Linked DNA regions of Hordeum vulgare: all the other regions are linked to region 1. The links are chromatin contacts, called in public Hi-C maps. All regions are on one chromosome and are shown on one strand. The core of a region is the stretch at or near the end of the contact, and the rest is flanking DNA. Distances in the headings are between cores, read along the strand shown.

The links. Hi-C and Micro-C count contacts between places; a contact is called where the count stands out from the background.
Region 2: a contact with region 1 is called in a Hi-C map of leaf, with 4 times the contacts expected there. The contact joins the enhancer-like site here to the promoter of LOC123402947 in region 1. A contact is called at or near these places in 2 of 6 Hi-C or Micro-C datasets (leaf and seedling) and 1 of 1 datasets of contacts at active chromatin or transcription factors (embryo).
Region 3: a contact with region 1 is called in a Hi-C map of seedling, with 3 times the contacts expected there. The contact joins the enhancer-like site here to the promoter of LOC123402947 in region 1. A contact is called at or near these places in 2 of 6 Hi-C or Micro-C datasets (leaf and seedling) and 1 of 1 datasets of contacts at active chromatin or transcription factors (embryo).

What each region holds. Positions count from the first base shown.
Region 1 is chr6H:463,922,084-463,924,995 of MorexV3_pseudomolecules_assembly, reverse strand. It overlaps LOC123402947 (tubby-like F-box protein 5), which reads right to left and starts at 1,343. Exons shown (of 4, transcript XM_045096916.1): 1 at 277-1,343; 2 at 90-177. The coding sequence starts at 663.
Region 2 is chr6H:463,743,269-463,745,968 of MorexV3_pseudomolecules_assembly, reverse strand. No RefSeq gene overlaps it. Among protein-coding and RNA genes, the nearest start is that of LOC123402290, 83 kb to the right of the region's middle. Within about 2 kb of position 1,303, at least 3 of the 3 cell types and tissues checked have open chromatin away from gene starts, as enhancers often do. A contact at or near this core is called in leaf and seedling, where this site is marked.
Region 3 is chr6H:463,691,732-463,694,637 of MorexV3_pseudomolecules_assembly, reverse strand. No RefSeq gene overlaps it. Among protein-coding and RNA genes, the nearest start is that of LOC123402290, 31 kb to the right of the region's middle. Within about 2 kb of position 1,612, at least 3 of the 3 cell types and tissues checked have open chromatin away from gene starts, as enhancers often do. A contact at or near this core is called in leaf and seedling, where this site is marked.

The DNA.
Region 1 (2,912 bases), core at 94-2,593:
GACTGAAGCAATACATCTTGATGCAATGGTACCAGAACAAGAAGGAACGATAAACCATGTGATGAAGCAACCAGACAAGATTGACTTACATGGGCTGAGCCCCAGGTAGAGGAGATAGGTGGACGTCGCCCTGTCCCTCCTCACAAAGCACTGCACGGGACAATCACGAGGCCCCGGCTGCGCCAAACCACCAAGGTTAAGCATCCAGACTCACACATTTGATGAGCAAACAGATCATGGCGGAAGAAGGCATTGATGTGGGGGGACTGGAGATACCTGCTTTAGGGAGATGGGGAAGGTGATCCTGCTGCACTCCTCGAGGGTCTTCACCACATCCTTGGTGACCTCGCGCCACGTCCGGCAGACGGCTGCGCAGGCCACGACATAGCGCCGCGCCGGCCAGGCCACCTCGCTGGACTCCACCCTCTGTATCACGTCGATCAGCAGCTCCGGCGGCAGGTTCGCCCACTGCCCCTGCTGCTGCGGCTCCTGGCCTGGCCGCTGTGGCTGCGGCTGCGGCTCCGGCCACAGGCTGGGCCAGGAATGCCGCGACCCCCCGCGGCCGTGGCCGGCGCGCCCGTCGGAGACGCCGCCGCGCCTGGACATGCTCCCGATGCCGTCCCTCATCTCCTTGAGCTCCCGCACGATGCTCTTCAAAGACATTGCAACTTATGACCAGCTGCTGTCGCTCTCGCGGAAAGAGCCCCCCTTTACAGCTCCATGGCAAGATCCGCCATTGCGGGTGAATCTACTCCAAAAATGGCAGGAGACAGCTCATAAAGTAGTCGCCGCCACCACCGCGTCCAACCCAACCAAAATAATGGACATTTCGAGAAAGATCTGAAGCGCGGGGCTCCGGAGACAGCTAAAGAAGCTGGAATTTCCGGGCGAATTTGAGGTGGGCGGCGAGGGCGAGGACCCGGCGCTTCCTCGCCCGGCAGTCCGGATCTGGGGAGGAGGCAATGCAGCGAGGAGGGCCCGGAGAAACCGAGGGTTCACGCTCGGGTGGCCTCGAGATCCAAAGCTTCCCCGCTTCCGCGGCTCAGGAAATCAAAAGAATCGGCTCAAGAACGGATCGAGAACCCTCCCTCCGTTTCCCTCATTCCCGCCTCCGTTGGATCCCCAAGAGCTCCTTCCTTCCCCCCCCCCCCCCCCCAAAGAGCTCAAGATTAGGGAGCGCCCCCTCGCCTGCCTTCCTCCTCCGAGCTCAGGATTTCTCCACGGAGCCTCTCCCTCTTTCCCTCCGCTCTCGCCCTCTCTCTCTCTCTCTCTCTCTCTCCGCTCGCTGCAGCTCCTGTGAACCCTGTGTGTGTAGTTTGGGCGTGGGTTTGTATTAGGGAGAGGATAATAAAAGGGGCCGCGGAGAAATAAAAAATGAACGGAGGCGGGTTTTTTAAGGAGGGTGGGGACGGCTTTTTTGTGGGGTGCTCCTTTTTTCCTCTCTCGTTGAGTTTTCACCTTTCGAGGTGTGCAGGTACTGCTACTACTACTCGCGCCTCGCGGCTCCCCAAAACTCACAGCTGCCCAACGGGAATCCTATGCATCAACATGGAGTGTACGCCGCTGTGGGACTCACGCTTTGGTCTTGAGGTTGGGCTGCTCTGGTGAGGTGAGGTGAGGTGAGGTGGTTGCAGAGCAAGTTACATGGTTAAAAGCATCTTAAAAGGCACTTTTGTGTTACGAAGACTTTCTCTCTGCATACAATGAACGGTTGATGGAACGAAAAGGTGGTGTCTTGGGGTTTAGGCTGGCCATAGTGGGGTATCATAGCTAGTAACATAGTCTTGGGATTAGCAAACATGGTAACGTGGCAAGTAATTAAAGAAGAGAGAGAGGATTATAGTAACATAGGTAGATACCGTAACATGTTAAATGCTATGCTACTATGTGTCATGCATGTCAATAAATGAGATCACCTATGATACGTACTACTTTATGATACTATGCACTATGAAGGTACTATCATACAATAGTAACATATGCATGATAGTACTATATGTTAATCTCCACTATGAGCAGCCTTAGGGGGATCGTAGCTCCAATCTAGCAAATTGTCAAAATGACTCGCTCCAACGTCTCTTTATGTAGGTGAAGGAAATGTCAAGGTCTATTTTAAGGTTCATAGCTTCAACCCCTGAAAAAATCGATGTGTCACTTTGACATCTACTCCCTCCGTCCCATAATATAAGAACATTTTTACTACGCTCTTATATTATGGGGCGGAGGGAGTATGTATGCACCCTGTATTTGAAAGGAGAGCGGAAAATCCTCGGCACAAAAGACAAAGGGCAATGGAAAGAGATCAAAACTGCCAAAAAGAAATTACCATTGGAAATTAGTCTCTCTTTAAACTCCAGTGTTGTGGGCCCTTGAGTCCACCGAAACTACTCTTCTCAATCGCATGTGCGGCATGCAATTCAATAGCGAATATCCCCCTGTTTTCTGATTGGTGAGCGAGCATAACGGAAAGATCACATTGATTTTCGCTTTGTTCTTACTCTGTGATTTTCTGCATGCATTTATTGTGCTTTGATTTTGTAGTGTCGTGTTATGGGGGTAGTTTGGACACACCACGACTTCTTTTGCTTATGGTGGTGTTCTTTCATGAAAGAGGAAAAGAGACATACACGCCTTTATTAGGATATATATTTTTTCTTAATGGGGATGGAAGTGGTATGACATTATTGTTTTGATTTTCCTTCACTGAGTAGTACTTTACATAAATACATCCGTATGCTTGAAATTAGGTCGCTTTGGTACCAACTAAAGACCAAAAAGAGATGCTACACATGTGTGTCCATGTGGTTTTGTTGTTATGTAATCTTAGGGTATGTTTGATTTATGCACAAGGTTGCCCTCCCAAAAAATTGTCTAGGCGCAATTTTGGTTGAGGATTTTGCTTGCACATGAGT
Region 2 (2,700 bases), core at 54-2,553, 180 kb after region 1:
ATGATAGGAAAATGTATTTTCATAGTCGCATCAAACAAAAGAGGGGTAAAATTGAGCACATGGAATTTTTAGATAGAAATGAGAATGTGCGCAAATTAGTGGGTAAAATAAAATTGTCACATCATATTAATATGTGCAGGTAAATCAGGGCCTAACACATTAGAATATTTATATCCCGTTGCAACAGAGGGACATCTATACATCTATCTAGCGTTTACTTAAAACTAATCACAAGTGTTTTATCATTTGTATTATACCCAAAGCACTGCATGAACGCGTTTTTTGGGGAGGCGTACTGCATGAAACACGTTGGAATCACCAAACTACAAGGTCAAAAATTGATCTGATTGAATTCAGAAAGAAAAAGAAGGAAAAAATCTGGATAAGAAAAGGCCGCATGCTGTATTCCAGATTCCAGACATGGAGTGCTCCGGCAAGTTACGTCCACAGCTTGGGGAATATATCCTGGACAAAGAAACAAGAACCCAAGCAGTTCCACGCCATAAAAAAGAAACCATGGACCCATGCTGGACGGTCTAGGTCTTGCTGGCCAGCGGAGCTTCATCAGGTCTAAAAATTAAAATCTTGGCGAAAAGCTGATCAGTGAATTTATCCTCTGCATAAATATATTTTTCCTCACATGACTCCTCTCAGAGCATAAACTATTTCTTTTCGAAAGCAACCATAACGTATATTCTACTACCGTATGAGTAGCCATCGCTTCATAGATTGAGCAAGGTACGCACACATACATTCCCACGTCGCGCTAAATTAAACTATAGCCATAACACTGACCCTGCGCGTAATGGCAGACACGCTCACGAGGGCGACAGCCTTGTTGGTTCCCGTTGGCGCATCACATTGGCATCGTCGCACCTGCATGCGTCCCTCCCTCGGCCACGCCACCCACACCCAGGCCGTCATCAGCAACATGGCTCTGGCCGGGCCGGGGCCGGCGTGGAGGCCACACCTGCCGCACCACCGCACGCCTCCGCCTCCGCTGGACGCCGGAGGCCGGCTCCCTTCCCCCATGTTCGGCCGTCGGTCGTCCCCGTGGAAATGTTCTGCGGGAAACAATGATGCGGTGGTGGACGGGTGGTGGTGATCATCAGCCGTGTTGAGTTTCGTGATTAGCCGGAGCGGCAACGGCGGTTCGCGTGGAGGAAAGTTCGTCTAGGGGGACAGTATTCTTTCGGGCGGAATCCGCCGTGGTCCATGACATCGAGTGTGGTTTGGGGGTTTGCATATCATGATCAATCATGCCCTGTGCAATGCATGTATGGCCGCCTTCTTTTTTCCTGCCCTTTTTGACCGAGCAGGCGGCGTAGTACGTGATGGATGCAGGTTGGGGGTTCGGGACCATGTGGACGGAGGGCAGGGGGGGCCGAAAACGGGCGAGCGTCTGCTCCTCCTTTTCTTAGGGAAGTTCAGAAGAAAAGTTGGGTTGTAACTTTCGGAAGTTCAAGTTCGTTTGAACGTGTCCAACGGGTCATGGTGGATGCTCTACTTGCAGGAGAAAAAAAATGATACGTGCATGCTGCCCGAACCAACGTTACGCGCGCACGCAGCACTAATCAAGACCGGTACGGTGGTAGTACACTACAATGACGTGGCTGAAGCGTCTGCGAGCGACGTTTTGTGGTCACGCCGCACGGTGGGCGAATCGTCGAGGGGAAATCGTGTATGTGTAACATGAATGAACGATTAGGCTGGGTAACTTAGGTAGTATCATGTATCTATTTGAGACTAGCAAACATTTAAGACTAGCAAAAATGCTGATGTGATACATAATTGGAAAAAAGTTTGAGCAACATAGTTTGATGCCGTAACATGTTAAATTTATGTTATTGTGGACCTGTTTGGATCCATGGATTTGAGTTAGAGTTGGTTAGATTGGACCGAACTGGCCTCAAAACATCCAAACAAAATGGTTAGAGTTGGTTTTCAAAAGAACTAACCCACCCAAGACGTGCTTATTTGGGTTAGAGTTAGGTGTGACACAGGAAAAAAATTATTTTTCCCTTTACCTCCACCACACCAAATCCTAGTTAAAGGAGCTAAATGATTGAAAAAATGCATTTATTGACAATTTAACCTTGTCATCCAAACACTTCTTTGATTAGAGCTAATTTAAAGTTAGTACAGGGTTAGAATCTAACTCTAACCTCTAACCGAGTTAGAGGATTCAAACAGGGCCTATGTGTCATGCGTGTCAATAAATGAGGTCCTCTATGATACTAATTTATAATATTATGCATTATGAAGGTAGTATCATACAATAGTATCATATGCATGATACGGAAATTGCGTTTGGTGGCCGAGCTCCATGGAGGCCTTTAAATTTGAAATTCAAATTTCATAAAAATTCATATTTTTACATTTCAAAGAATTCTGAAAAAAAAATACAAGGATAAGTGAAGGCGTAGCACACATGTGTGTAAATTTTCAGAAAAAAATACATTGAAATGAGGGCTGTGCAAAAAAGACAAATCTGAGGCTTTTTTACACATGACATTATTCATCGTTTCAGGCCATGAATTTATCTTTTTGTGCAGATCGTATTTCAAGGTATTTCATCCTAAATTTTTGCACACATACACATAACATCCTTCTTTACTTCCATATTTTTTTCAGATTTTTTTGAAACCGAAAAGTTTGAATTTTGAATTATTCAAAAATTTCGACCTCCATGGAGGCCAA
Region 3 (2,906 bases), core at 363-2,862, 230 kb after region 1:
TCGTGATTTATTATTGTTTTAATACACTTGAAAATTTTCCTATTACTCAATAGAACCCTCGTATTGAGGACAAATATAGGAAGGATACGAGGGGCATGCGGACGCGCCCGTGCGCACGAGGTGAGTCTGCCTCGTAGGACGTGACTCTAACCCGGACCAGCTTTTCTTTTTCTTCATTTATTATTTTTTTTTCTTTCTCTTCTTATTTATGAATCACATGCAAATGACCCGACATATGAAAAATAAAATAAAAAATATAGCTACATGAACGAATAAATAGGAAATTCGACCGGCCAACGCGTTTGTGATCATTGAGAGGGTCATATTTGTTAAGTCGAGATGCTCTTACGCCCCATAACTTGATCGATGTGTTTGTGCTGTTACTAGCAGGAAAAGGCGTCATGGAGAGACTTGGTTCGTGTTGGGAAACCTGGGCCCAGCCCATCAGCGCAATAGAAACGACCGGCTTCTGTGTGAGGCACAAAGCGAGTCTCTATCATTTCCCTTTTTTTCGTTAAGTGGGTTCTTATCCCTTGACCCCTACCCCTATATAAAGAAAGTAGGAACAATCATGGTAACAAAGACTATCATATAATAAAGATTGTTTCCTCTTTACTGCATGTGTTCTTCTACTTTTTCTGCGATTGTCTACGACGCTCCTCCGCACCGCAATCTTGGACCGGACTCCTCGACAGGAGTTGCGGAACACGTTATCAGCACACTTTGCTCTATCACCTCTTCATCGAGCGTGCGTCAAGCCTGCCCCAAGAATCCTCTCATCGTTCCCGCAGAGGTATATGATACGATCTCTCTCTTTGCAAAAATGGATTCATCATGCTATCACGATTCAGTTTTTATGATTAGTTTATTTTTTCGGATTTAATCTACCTACGGTGTGAGTTTCTCTTCTAAAAACTACCTGACAAACACGTCGCTGACCAATGTTGATGTTCTTTGATCAAGAGAGACTTGTTGACTACATCCGAGGGAGACAGTGATTACACGTACTCCATATGAGAACGACACCGCCGTGATGTACCGGATGTACACACGTCGTCACGTCCCGCTGACGCACGAACCATTTTTTCGCGTAGCTACAGTAATCGCTGCTGTCGACATGGCTGTGCTGGCACCGACCGCCGCGTGCACACGCGCTCAGCCGCGCCAGGCCCTGACACCACTAGTCGCCCGAGCCGCCACCGCGTCCGCTGCCCCGGCCGCACCACGCCATGCTCGCTGCATCGGTCGCGCCTGGCCGTGCCCGGCCGCGCCCCCAACGTTGGTCGCGCTTGCCCTGGCCACCCGCGCAAGCTGCCCTGCTGGCCGCCGTGCTCGCCACTCGCGTGCGCTGCCCTGCTGGCATCCACGCTCGCCGCACGCGCGCTGCCGTGCTCGCCGTCGCGCTCGCCGCGCCCTGTTGGCCGGCCCTCCCCAGCCGCTCGCCGCTCGCTGCGCCCTGCTGGCCGGCCTTCCCCAGCCACACGCTGGCCTGGCCGGCCTTCCCCAGAGCCGCTCCAGCCGCCTATCCGCTTGCCCCACCGCGACCTACTAGCCGCTCACCTCGGCCTCGGCCAGGTGCAGCCGCCGCCACTCTGGCGCTAGGAAAACCTAGCGTCCCGGTGGACCGAGCGTTGGCTGGCCAGGCCGGCCTCATGGGACGTAACGGCTGGGCCATGCAGTTTGGGCCCTTTTCCCTCTCTAAAAAAAGTAAAAAAGAGGGGGTGTCGGGCAAGCTCGTGGGTGCATCGGGCTGGCATCCCATTTTGGGCTTGAAACAACACTTTAGGCTTAAAATATGTCTCGGGAATTCATTTTTAGCCTAGTTTCTATGCACTAGATGTGCTTAACATGCTATCTCGTGCAACATGATTTTATTATATGTTTTTACTGTTGTAGATTAATTGTTTAGCACTTTAATCATTAGATAAATCATATAATAAAATGTATTAAATAACAAAACGTCATTTTTTATTGAATAAGTTTATCTACATCGCATTTATGCAAAAGATTACCTACTGTAATCTCATGATAATAGTTTATTATCCTAGAGGCGATAATAAATTTGTTATTATTATTTTTCCTTGTTCGTGATAATAGTTATCCATGCTAGAATTGTATTGATTGGAAACTCAAATACATGTGTGGATACATAGGCAACACACTATCCCTAGTGAGTCTCTCAAAGGACTAGCTCGTTGATCAAAGATGGTCAAGGTTTTCTGGACATAGACATGAGAAGTCGTTTGATAACAAGATCACATCATTAGGAGAATGATGTAATGGACAAGACCCAAATTATGAACGCAGCATACGATCGTGTCAGTTTATTGCTACTGTATTCTGCATGTCAAAGTATTTATTCCTATGACCATGAGATCATGCATCTCCCGGACACCAGAGGAATACCTTGTGTGTATCAAACATCATAACGTAATTGGGTGACTATAAAGGTGCTCTACAGGTATCTCCGAAGGCGTTTGTTGGGTTGGCATGGATCAAGACTGGGATTTGTCACTCCGTGTGACGGAGAGGTATCTCGGGGCCCACTTGGTAATGCAACATCACAACAAGCCTTGCAAGCAATGTGACTAAGGAGTTAGTCACGAGATCTTGTATTACAGAACGAGTAAAGAGACTTTCCGGTAACGAGATCGAACTAGGTATAGAGATACCGACGATCGAATCTCGGGCAAGTAACATACCGATAAACAAAGGGAATAGTATATGAGATTGATTGAATGCTTGACATCGTGGTTCAACTAATAAAGATCTTCGTAGAATATGTAGGAGCCAATATGGACATCCAGGTCCTGCTATTGGTTATTGGCCGAAGAGTGTCTCGGTCATGTATGCATAGTTCTCGAACCTGCAGGGTCTGCATACTTAAGGTTTGGTGACGATTTGGT